Regions from separate parts of the Gasterosteus aculeatus genome. Here region 2 is linked to region 1. Evidence: chromatin contacts called from public Hi-C data. All regions are on one chromosome and are shown on one strand. Each heading gives the region's core, a stretch centred on a gene start, on an enhancer-like site or on the middle of the called end of the contact. The rest is flanking DNA. Distances are from core to core; before and after follow the strand shown.

Evidence for each region. A called contact is a pair of places that touch in the nucleus more often than the background predicts.
Region 2: a contact with region 1 is called in a Hi-C map of whole body, with 4 times the contacts expected there. The contact joins two enhancer-like sites. A contact is called at or near these places in 5 of 6 Hi-C or Micro-C datasets (liver, skeletal muscle, tail fin and 1 more).

What each region holds. Positions count from the first base shown.
Region 1 is chr4:2,484,631-2,489,920 of fGasAcu3.hap1.1, forward strand. It overlaps rapgef2b (Rap guanine nucleotide exchange factor 2b), which reads left to right. Exons shown (of 29, transcript XR_013467536.1): 2 at 2,148-2,218; 3 at 3,728-3,784. Among protein-coding and RNA genes, the nearest start is that of rapgef2b, 19 kb to the left of the region's middle. Within about 2 kb of position 1,796, at least 6 of the 9 cell types and tissues checked have open chromatin away from gene starts, as enhancers often do.
Region 2 is chr4:2,523,677-2,529,697 of fGasAcu3.hap1.1, forward strand. rapgef2b (Rap guanine nucleotide exchange factor 2b) reads left to right here. Exons shown (of 29, transcript XR_013467536.1): 9 at 120-278; 10 at 725-877; 11 at 964-1,128; 12 at 1,225-1,332; 13 at 1,442-1,645; 14 at 2,585-2,693; 15 at 2,807-3,083; 16 at 3,221-3,378; 17 at 3,869-3,883; 18 at 4,233-4,473; 19 at 4,830-5,213; 20 at 5,309-5,520; 21 at 5,959-6,021. Among protein-coding and RNA genes, the nearest start is that of rapgef2b, 58 kb to the left of the region's middle. Within about 2 kb of position 3,210, at least 1 of the 9 cell types and tissues checked has open chromatin away from gene starts, as enhancers often do.

The DNA.
Region 1 (5,290 bases), core at 546-3,045:
CAGCAGCTTTGTGTCCGCCAGGGTTTTTGTTGAGAACGGCATCTCTGCTTGTTTTTTTCCCTCCTCGGGAGGCCACCTGTGTTCCCGGAAGGATAACGTGGTTCAGATAAGGAAGGAGGCGGGATTAGATGGTGTCACCTGTGCAGCCCTGGTCAGGTGGTGGTGGTGGTGGTGTTGTTGTTAATGGACAAGGCTTATTCTTTATTCAGCACGCAATGAGCAGACCTTAGAGCTTAATGCAGCGTGTCCTTGTTTACTTTCTGATCCTGATTCTGTGCTTGGATGCTGTTCTTCTTTTAGCAAAAAGAAGTGTTGAAGATGAAAGCGTAGATCAACAAGAACAAAAGAGAATAATTTAAGTACATGGAAGGTCTTTTTGGTTTTGGGCTTTTAAATTGTTTTGAAATAAACAAAGGAATTGCCTTGTGGGGGAAAAATAGCAGCGTCTGTTGAAAGCGTGTCGGTTGTGTTGGGATTTGTCCTAAAACCGTCTCGTCTCCTGTGCGCTTTGTGGTTATTGTGTTTGGCGCCGTCTGAAAGGAGGCCGCAGAGAAAAAGGGAAATGTAGCGGAAAAAAAGATGGGCTCCTTTGCATTCTTTCCGTACAGTCAATCTGAAATATTTGAGACTGAAGCCATAATTGATGGTTCTGCATAGTTCTTCCTGTGAGGCTGCGTTTGAGTGGCGCTGTTTTATTCACGGAGGGGGAATACTGCCCCCCAGTGGTGACCTTGTGCCAGTGGTATTCATTCATTCCTTGCGTCTTCTCCGTCCACAGATCACTTTTATGGATGTATGTGGTCATATACATGCGGTTTCCTTCTCAGGGAAATGGTACATTGAAAGTTTTGATGAGGTTTGGGTCGGAGGTTCAACAATGAAAAATGATCTTGTCATAATACTCTGACAAAGACAAATGTTTGGTATTATCCTAATAATCTTCCATGTATCTTAATACAACTCTCAAATGGCACCAAAACATAATGTAAAAACGTGACATCACATGTTGTGCCCCCATAATTAAAAAGCTACAGCCATAAAAATGGTGGGAAGGACACAAAAGTCACTTTCATGTCTTCGGATTGCTTGTTTAATCTGACCAATACAAAAGTAAAAGCCAGTGGATTTCTGGCACCTTTTCATTTTAATCAATTGATTTACTGATTAATCAGTAGCAGGGCATTTTCCTGCTAATTTCTAAGTAAATTAATAATCAATTAAATACCAGCCATTAACCCATATTGTCCCCTGTTTGTTTCTTCGGGTAATTGCTTGCTGTCCTATAGTTTGCATTTGTTTTAGAACCCTTAATATGAATTATTTATTTTTTGCATCGGCATGAGCTCAATATCCAAAATGTTCCCGGTGGGCCCGAGGCTGTGATTCCTCATCCGGCCAGTAGGTGGCAGTGTGTGTCTGAGCATCGCCTCCACTGAACAGGTGCTCCTGTGACCACTGACATCTGGAACATCAGGATTCGGTTAGTGGGGATGCGTCACATTTTGACAACACCGAGCAGACTTTCATTCCGTTGTGGTTTATTACAGTTTGCTTCATGGCTGTTAGAATGCGGTTTAGCTTTTATGTGCTGTCTTTGACGTTTATAATAATCACTTTTGATCAGACTGACTTTTAGTGAAATGCTGCAGTTTGTATCTAATACCCTAGTTAGTGTGAGTCCATCCTGTCATTCAGCCAATTTCCCACTAAAGTATCAAGGTGGGGCCTCATGTGTGCGTCCGTAGGATCTCAACACCGTCTCCGTTGTCCCTCTGCTGCGCCGCTGCCACCGACCGAGGCGCCCCAGTGGCTGCAGCCGGCATCGCCACACACACACACACAGAGGCAGTGGGTACCAGCAGACAGTGGAGGAGCTGTCTGGCAGCTCAGAGAGCCACTTTGTTTCACCTCTGACTGTGATTGCGAGTCGCTCACTGGCTCGCTTGATGGAGGAAGTGAATGGGCAGTTCATAGCTCACAGTGTAGTTACTTCTTTTTGTTACATTAGTCTTTCTCGAGGTGCTTTATGGCTTTCTGACCCGGCGCTCGGACACATAAATCAATGTTGGCGCGTGTGAGAGGTTCTCTGAATGAATGAATGAATAATCCGTGTCTGCGTCTAACCCCACTTGTCCTTTGTCCCTCAGGACCTGGAGATCGTCTACTCGTACCTCCACGGCATGGAGGCCTTGTCCAACCTGCGAGAGCACCAGCTGAGGTCAGTGTCTGCACCAGCTACTCTGGTCACATGACCTGGAGCTCCAGAAGTCACACGAGTCTCAAAATGCTCTTCCATGAATGCCTTTGGGTTTCGGTCAAAACAAAAAGTGATGGCCGTGATTCTCTTTCTAAAACTAAAGTAATAATTAGTTTCAGCCCCGATTTTTACTTTCATTTAAAATAGTTCATTTTCAGTGGCCCATATTGATAACAACAAAAAAGCAAAGCTTCACTGTGTTGAAAGGTCTCCAAACGGCGCATGTCACAGGTCTGTTCCCAGCATGCCTTGTGTGCAGACATGTGGATCGCTCTGGCAACGGAACAATGTGGCAGTACACGACCCGCGAGCTGGAACATTCCACTGTGTGTGGCCCCCCCCCCCCTCCGCTGTGTGGACCCTGAGGAATGTCCCCGTGGTCCCACAGTGAGGTCCTCCACGGTCAGCTTTCATTTTCCCATCCTTAGAGAAGCAGCATTCCCAGCCCTCCCACTGACGATGGGATTACGGAATAGATCTTTTCTTTGCTCCACCTTTCATCTGTTTTCCCTGCGTCGCTCTTTTTTTTTTTTCTTTTTTAACAGCAACTTGTTTTTTTAGAGGCGGAATTGTTTTGTTTTTTTCTGCCGATGTGCAGCGGCTGCAGAACAATCTCCCCCCACCCGGCTGTTTTTTGAAGCCCTTTGTGTTTTGATCAGCTTGTGTTCACTACGGCTGCCTGTCTGCACAGTTGAGGCGCAGTTGTCTTCTCTGGGGGCGTTTTTTTGTGGAGGACTTTCTATTGTGTTACGTTGTGTGTTGTGTATCTGCAATTTTAACAATGTGAACACCATTTACCCCCCAAAAAGCATAACATAGGATTAAACCATCTGTTTACTACTGATAATACTTTGATATTATTATGTTACATCCTTGCTGATTAACGCGCTTAAACAGCGTTCTGCTAATGAGGGCCGAGCACAAAGAGCCTAATTGAGGGGGAGACTTTACTGCACAATATAAGCTCAGCTGACCTGCATAAATAACACGAGGCAGTAAGAGTCTTGATGTTGCTCAGTGTCGTTCATGAACTAAACTAAAATCCCCCAAATAACTGGGTGAAGGTCCTTTCTTCGGGGCTGCCATCAACAACAATAGAATGAATTGAAAACAAAAGATAATGAAACGTTTGGCAATAACACGACACTTTCCGCTGAAAGTAAAGCTCAACATAAAGTAAAGCCGCTATTCTCCTCATCAACGCACTGTGTGAATAAGCCCCTCCCATTGGACGTAGATCAGAATCCCCTGTTCACTGCCTGTCACTCATGTTGGCCGAAGGTCCTTCTGGGAAATGTAGGAAATCCATATTTGTAGGTGAAGCTACGTCCTTATCAGAACAACATCTAGATCTGCTCCATGTTTCCTGTTTTGTAAACTGCTGACTAACAGAAGTTTCTGTTTCCTCCCATTGTATTCTGATGCTGACTCCCCCTCCTCCCCCGCCCCCCTTCCGCTCTCCTCTTGCAGGATAATGTGCGAGACGGTTCGCTACGAGAGACACGAGGCCAACGAAGTGCTCTACTAGTAAGTATCTCCATGTCTGGAACCGCATTGCGTGTGGTAAATGGCTAATCATGTTTATTTGGTCAAACGCTTTAAACCAGCACACAAAAATAGGGTGGTGGTCCCGCGAAACCCTCTACGGCACCGCTGCAGGACAAGAACCTAGAAGGTCCACCTCAGTAAGGCCTTTAGTAATGAATGAAGGCTCCCTGCGGCCGTCCCTTCGCTCCAACCAGTTGGCAGCAGTACGGCTTGTTTGCGTCCTCCTTTCCTGCGGAGGCTTAACGGGATCCGAAAGCCGTGCTGTCATTTTCCTGACGGCATCCCAGTGAGTTCGTTCCGCGCTTTCAAAGGCCGCAGTTAGCAGAGCGCGACGCGAGAGCTCGACTTCTGTCACGCGTCACCGGCTCCTCGAGCTCCCACGCTGAGACTTAACAGCGTTAATTAACGTTATCGGCCTCTCGAGGGCCGACAGAAGGCGCAGCGTCCCTTTTCTGCGTCCTGATCCTGTGTGTGTGTGTGTGTGTGTTGATGCGGGCGTATGCATGTATACGTGTGTGTTGGGGGACGATGGGCTCGAGTCAACACAGAAGACCGTCGGCGGCGTGGGAGCTGATTAAACAATAGGAATGCAGATTAGACAGCAGTCGCGTAATAGACTCCACTTTATGCAAGATTCCCTCACACACACACACACACACACACACAGTCTCTTTGCATTTTGAGCGGTATCTGTAAGATCTTTCATGATTTCCCTCTCAAACGTCAATATGCAAATAGTAACACTAATTGGAAGGTGGTGGATGTGAGACATTGATTTGATCCGGTAATGATGTAAGTTAATTAGAGTCTCTGCTAACGGAGACAGCCGCTGTCTCACGTGAATGCAGGTCTAACATAACTTCACTAGACCTGCGTTTAAATCAAAATGTGGCCGGATGCACTTTAAAACCATAAGCCGTATTTTGTAAAAGGCGTAACGTGTGTCAGAATACCGTTTTGAACGGAGAGTCGTAGCATGCACATCATATTCTTCTGATGTAAGAAAACACAGATCCCATCATAACTGAGTTTGTTCAATGAAACGCCAACAATGATGGAAGGAACAACCATTCCTGTCTATTGCAGAGGCCATTCAGTCTAAATAATCGTAATGAAAAATGTTTTCGTCAGTCGTGTCTTCTATGACAAGATAACAGTGGATTAGAACAAAACTACTTTTCTTAGTTCACCTCCAGGCAAAAGCACGAACACATCGGGTCGTTTATTACAAGCGTCTCCCTGACGACAGTCAAACAGCAGCGGGTGAGATTGACTCTTCTCCTGTGCGAGTCCAGTGTTCTGAACTATGACGACAAAATGTTCGTTAACGACCTTTTTTCCATGACGAAGACGAGGCGAAAACGATCTTAAAAAAATAAAAACTGCGTTTGTCGGTGGATGAGACGCTCCGTCACAAACACGTCTTAACGTAATAAACTCGTAGCAGGTTCTGAAGCCTCACGCATTTCAACGATAGTTCACGCG
Region 2 (6,021 bases), core at 1,960-4,459, 40 kb after region 1:
TCTGATAAATAACTTTGACTCATTAAGGGACACCAGCTGTTGGGAATATTTCCAGGCTGAACTTAAATGTAATTGTAAAAGTTGTTATGGTTTTATTGCTAATGTGGCCCCGTGTGCAGCTGGACTCGTGGTCGGTGATCCTCAACGGTTCGGTGGAGGTGACGTACCCGGAGGGCCGGACCGAGATCCTGTGTATGGGGAACAGCTTTGGCGTGTCACCAACCATGGAGAAGGAATACATGAAGGGCGTGATGAAGACGAAGGTGGACGACTGCCAGGTGGGCTCTTGTGGGAGTGTCATGGTCTCGGGGCTAGCAGGTCCACTTTCTATCCTATTAACTCCCACTGTGACTGCAGGCAGACAGTAAGTTGCAGAAGTTAAATGTGAGAAATAGCCTTTTTCCAAAGAGAATCGTAGAGGGCAACATCCTATTTATTGCATATTATGTGTTTAATGGGAATAAAGAACCGAATACACTTTCATCCTCATGAGTTAAATGTTGCTCTTAATGAGTGAAATCTGTGTTTTCATGTAAGATCTGTACTTTAGTAGCTTTTCCTTTTGTCTATTTGATTTTCAATCTACTTTGATGTCTCCAACAGGTCAATATTTATAGTTTTTTTCTTATTCACAGGATTGTCGTTGATGTTTAAAATGCATGTTAGTGTGTCCAAGTTAGTTAGTGAGTCGAACTAACTCTTTCATTCATCCGGTCTCGTCCAGTTTGTGTGCATAGCCCAGCAGGACTACTGCTGCATCCTCAACCAGGTGGAGAAGAACATGCAGAAGGTCGAGGAGGAGGGCGAGATCGTCATGGTGAAGGAGCACCGTGAACTGGACCGCACCGGCACCCGCAAAGGACACATCGTCATCAAGGTGACGAGTCCGTCCACGTTTTCCCCTCAAAGTCTCAAGGGCTCCAAAGAGACTGCATTTCAAACGCCAACGATGTTAACCCGCAGGGCACGTCGGAGCGTCTCACCATGCACCTGGTGGAGGAGCACTCGGTGGTGGACCCCACCTACATCGAGGACTTCCTCTTGACCTACAGGACGTTCCTCTCCAGCCCCATGGTCGTGGGCAAGAAGCTCCTGGAGTGGTTCCACGACCCCAGTCTCAGGGACAAGGTACGCGTGTAGGAGCTGCGTGTCTTTGCACCCAAACACGCCACGGCCGCCGTGAAACTGTGCGCTGACCCCTGCTGATCATGTGATCTCCTCCAGGTTACGCGGGTGGTCTTGCTGTGGGTAAACAATCACTTCAACGACTTCGAGGGCGACTCCGCCATGACTCGCTTTCTGGAAGAGTTTGAAAACAATCTGGAAAAAGAAGTAAGTCGATCGGGTCGCCGAGGGGTTCGTCCGTGGATCCATTCAAATTGACTTATTTCCCTTCCCTCGCGTCCGCGCCGTTCGCGGGTTTTTTTTTTCTCCCCCGCAGAAAATGTGCGGCCACCTCCGACTGTTAAACATAGCGTGCGCCGCCAAAGCCAAGCCGCGGCTGGTGACGCTGACCAAGCCGTCCAGGGACTCGCCGCTGGCCTTCAGCCTCCTCGGGGGGCAGGAGAAGGGCTTCCGCATCTTCCTCGACGCCGTGGAGCCCGGCAGCAAGGCGGCGGAGGTCGGCCTTAAGCGCGGCGACCAGGTGAGGCGGCTTCCGTTTTCTACTTTCAGACGGCACGCATTGTTACGGTTGTGCTTCCTCTTCAACTGTCGAGAGTGAAACTTTACTCGCTGTGACTTTTTAAAGTCTTAAATTAAACTTGCCAGTAGCTTCGCCGCAGGGCTCAGCCGCCCCCCCTCCTCCTCCCCCCGTCTTGACTTTTTCCCCGCGACTTGACTTCCAACCCGTTTTCACACTCTGCAGTCCTCCGTGTTTAACGCAAAGTCCCTTAATCCCTGAAGCCATCTTGAGAGTGTCGGGATGCCAGTTAAGCCCTCTCGACTCCAAACATCCCCCGCAGCTGTTTCCCCCCCGAGAAGGAAGCGGAGAAGCTGGCATCCTCGCCGCGTTCACTCTCTCAAACCTCGTCACACCTTCCCCCCCCCCCCCCCCCCCTTTTTTTAACGACTTCCGTCAGGACCGTCGTTCGCGCGGGACATTTCATCTCAAAGCGTTTTGTCCTCGGGCCACTAGAGATTAGCGCATTAAACTCACCAGCAACGTCTCGGGAATCACTGCCGAGTTTAAAAGAGACATTTGGGCTTCACACCGGCAGAGGACCGCCCTCGTCACGCTCCAAGGCCGCTTCCTCTTCCACTAAAGAGGAAGCGGCAAAGGTCGCTGTGCAGATTACATTAACGAGCAAATACGCGGCCCGGGCGTCGAGGTCGAGCTGTGACAAGGACCTCGTTGGTGTCAAAGACGTGTGGACTAAATGTCACGATGTGTAACACGCCAGATGTTGCACCTCTGTTCAACGGATAGAATCTGTCATGCAGAGATTATTAACTGTGTTCACGGCTCTTGAACTGATCCAATATGGCCGACCGTTTGCCGGCTGTCCGGTGGAGCATCTCGGCTCTTAATCCGTGTGCGTTCCTTCTTAGACTTGGTGGTTCTTTGTTCTGTTTCTTTACGCAGATTTTGGAGGTCAATGGGCAGAACTTTGAGAATGTCCAGCTCATCAAAGCCAACGAGATTCTGAAGAACAACACCCACTTGTCCATAACTGTGAAAACAAACCTTTTAGGTAAAGTTTCAACCTATTTATGAGAACGTCTGCCTCTGAATTAAAAGGGAACTGGTGTATTAAACCAATATTCCCACTTTCCAAACGTCCCTCTCCTCCCTCCTGGCGTCCAGTGTTTAAAGAGCTGCTAACCAGGCCAGAACAGGACCACGACGCGGACGGCGAGGAGGAACATGACCGGAAGAACGGCGCTCCCCACCTCCCGAAGATCGGCGACATCAAGAAGGCCAGCCGCTACTCCATCCCCGACCTGGCGGTGGACGTGGAGCAGGTGATGGGCCTGGAGAAGGCCAGCAAGAAAGCCAAGAGCAACTCGGTGGGAGGACGCAACAAGCTGAAGAAGATCTTCGACAAGACGCTCACCAGCATCCTGCCGCCGAAACCATACAAGTAATAAACCTTGGTCCCCGTCGTTCAACCAAATTCAGCTTTCAGAATGCTGTCATCGCCCAAACAAACGTCGCCCCCTGCCTTTGGTGGAGAGACCTGCTGTCTCACCCCTCTGCGCTCCCCTCTTGTTCCCATAGCGACGTTTGCGTGGGCCAATCGCAGGACGACAGCATCGTGGGGATGAAGCAGTCCAAACAGATCGCGCCGGCGCTGCCCGTCAGTGGGAACCTCTCGTCGTCCAACCCGGACCTCCTGCAGTCTCACCACCGCATCCTGGACTTCAACAACCAGCCGGGTGCGTAGTTTGTTCTTTTATTGACCTTTATTGCCAGTTTTAGAGTTTGCAGCAGTTGGAACCTTCTGACACCCTCGATGGGCTCGTCTCTTACTTTTAGAAAGTCCATATTTCAATTAAGAGTAAGTGATTCAAGCGCTTCATTTCAGGGGCTAATCTGAATAAAGTCCTAAATCATATTGTATGTTTTATTGGGTAAATGTTTTTGGTTTAGGAGGTCAGACATGAACTTAATTGAGACGGCGTTTCGTGTCTCTTTGTTATTAATGCGTAATTGACGGTTTCGGGGGGGAAAGAATTAAACGCCACATGAATCCCATTGATTAACCATTCTGTGACTCCTTCGCTGTAAAGACGTCATGCCCCCCGACCGCAAATCAATGACGCAACCATAAATAAACGGTAGGAGTAAAGGCATAATCCAAAGGTATACATATGGCCTCGATCTCCATTAACTTCCGTCCCCCACATGTGGTTTGTGTTCTTCCAGTGCCACTCGTACCCAGTGAGTATCTTCCTCTCTTTGACTCTAATCAGACTTCAATCAGCTGCTGTACCTTTAATTCTTCACATTAAGTAAAGCTAACAGCGTTGCTCTGACTGCTGATTGTTAGTTTGAGGGCACGTGGGTATTGATTTTTTTTTTTTCTCGTTTCAATGGACGGTGATCTAATCGGTGCTGTTGTGTTTCTGATGAATGGTGGGAAATGAACGCTTAAGGGCGGCGACAGAGCGATGCTTTGGTGATGGTTCTTTGTGCATCTTGGGGGACAAAGGGCAAATAAAATAACTGTATCTGCAATGACGAGACCCATAAGAGCCATGAATGCTCACTCTGTTCCGCTCGTCCACAGATATGTCGGATCAGGTGTTGCGAGTCTTCAAGGCGGACCAACAGTCTCGGTACATCATGATCGGGAAGGACACAACGGCGAAGGAGGTGGTGGCTCAGGCCATCAGGGAGTTCGCCCTGACCGCGGCGCCGGAGGCCTATTCGCTGTGTGAGGTGTCCGTCACGCCGGAGGGCGTCATCAAGCAGAGGCGGCTACCGGACCAGCTGTCCAAACTAGCCGACAGGATTCAGCTGAGTGGGAGGTCATTTGCCCCTTAAACCTACTTTTTGTTGTCCTCTCCTTAAAATGTTGATGTTTTGCAACATCATTGTGCTGCCAATTCTACCAGGACTGTTATGTAAAACAATGAAGGGTCGAGTAAAAATACAATTTGGCTGCGATTTACTGTTTCTTTGTATTCGCAAAGTGACCTTAATTGTTTATTTAGTCTAGAAAGTGTGATTGGAGCCAGTCCCATTTACAATGAGGTGGAACGTTCATATTCCGTGTGTCACCCGGCTGACACTAAAAAACATTTAATTTAGAATCATGGCGCAAAGAGAAGTGAAGCCCAGCGTGATCTGTGCCTCATCCGAGCGCCTTCTCCCCTTTCTGCAGATACTACTTGAAGAGCAACATGGAGACGGAGACGTTGTGTTCCGATGACGACGCCCAGGACCTCCTGCGCGAGGGCCAGATCTCCTTGTTGCAGCTCAGCACGGTGGAGGTGGCCACGCAGCTCTCCATGCGGGCCTTCGAACTCTTCTGCGCCATCGAGCCCACCGAGTACATCGACGACCTGTTCAAGCACCGCTCCAAGGCCGGCTCGGCCAGCCTCAAGCGCTTCGAGGAGGCCATCAACGACGAGACCTTCTGGGTGGCCACGGAGGTGACGCGGGAGCCCAACCAGATCAAGCGCATGAAGACCGTCAAGCACTTCATCAAGATCGCACTGCACTGCCGCGAGTGCAAGAACTTCAACTCCATGTTCGCCATCATCAGGTGAGGGCAAATGGCGGAACGCCTCGGCGCGCCTCGGGACACTTTTTCCCCACACGTGCCATGTTTCACACGTGTCCTCCTCCTCCTCCTCCTAGTGGTCTGAATCTGGCTCCAGTCTCCAGGCTGAGGGGAACGTGGGAGAAGCTACCCAGCAAGTACGAGAAGCTGTTCGGGGACCTGCAGGACCTCTTCGACCCTTCCAGAAATATGGCCAAGTACAGGAACGTGCTCAACAATCAGAACCTGCAGCCCCCGATCATCCCCCTGTTCCCCGTCATCAAGAAGGACCTCACCTTCCTCCATGAAGGTACGGGATGATTGAGAAACGGCCCCACGTCTGATGAGGTCCGTTTGTGCTGGGGGATTATAAAAAGCGGTGCCCTGAAGTTGAGCGAGACGGTCACACAGATTTTTGCCCGTTTATGTTAAATGATGTCACCCAGAATTGGTTAGCACTGACTCTTTTGCATTTGGAAGTGAGAGTACATAAAAACTAAATAATATCTTCGCTATATCTAATTGCATCCATTAGGAGGCAGTTAATGCTGCTACGCTTTGCTTATCTTCTTTTGAGGAAATAAAATATCAGGCTGTCACAAGTTAGCGTTGTCATTTCTTCAGTTTGATGACTTCTGTACTTACTTTCCCGGAAAGTGAAGCAATCATTGCTGATGTTTACACGGTGTAACAAAACCTAATGTGAGAGTCAACGCATGTTCGCTTTGCGTCGTCCCTCATTTCTCAGGCAACGACTCCAAAGTGGACGGCTTGGTGAACTTTGAGAAGCTGAGGATGATTGCCAAAGAAA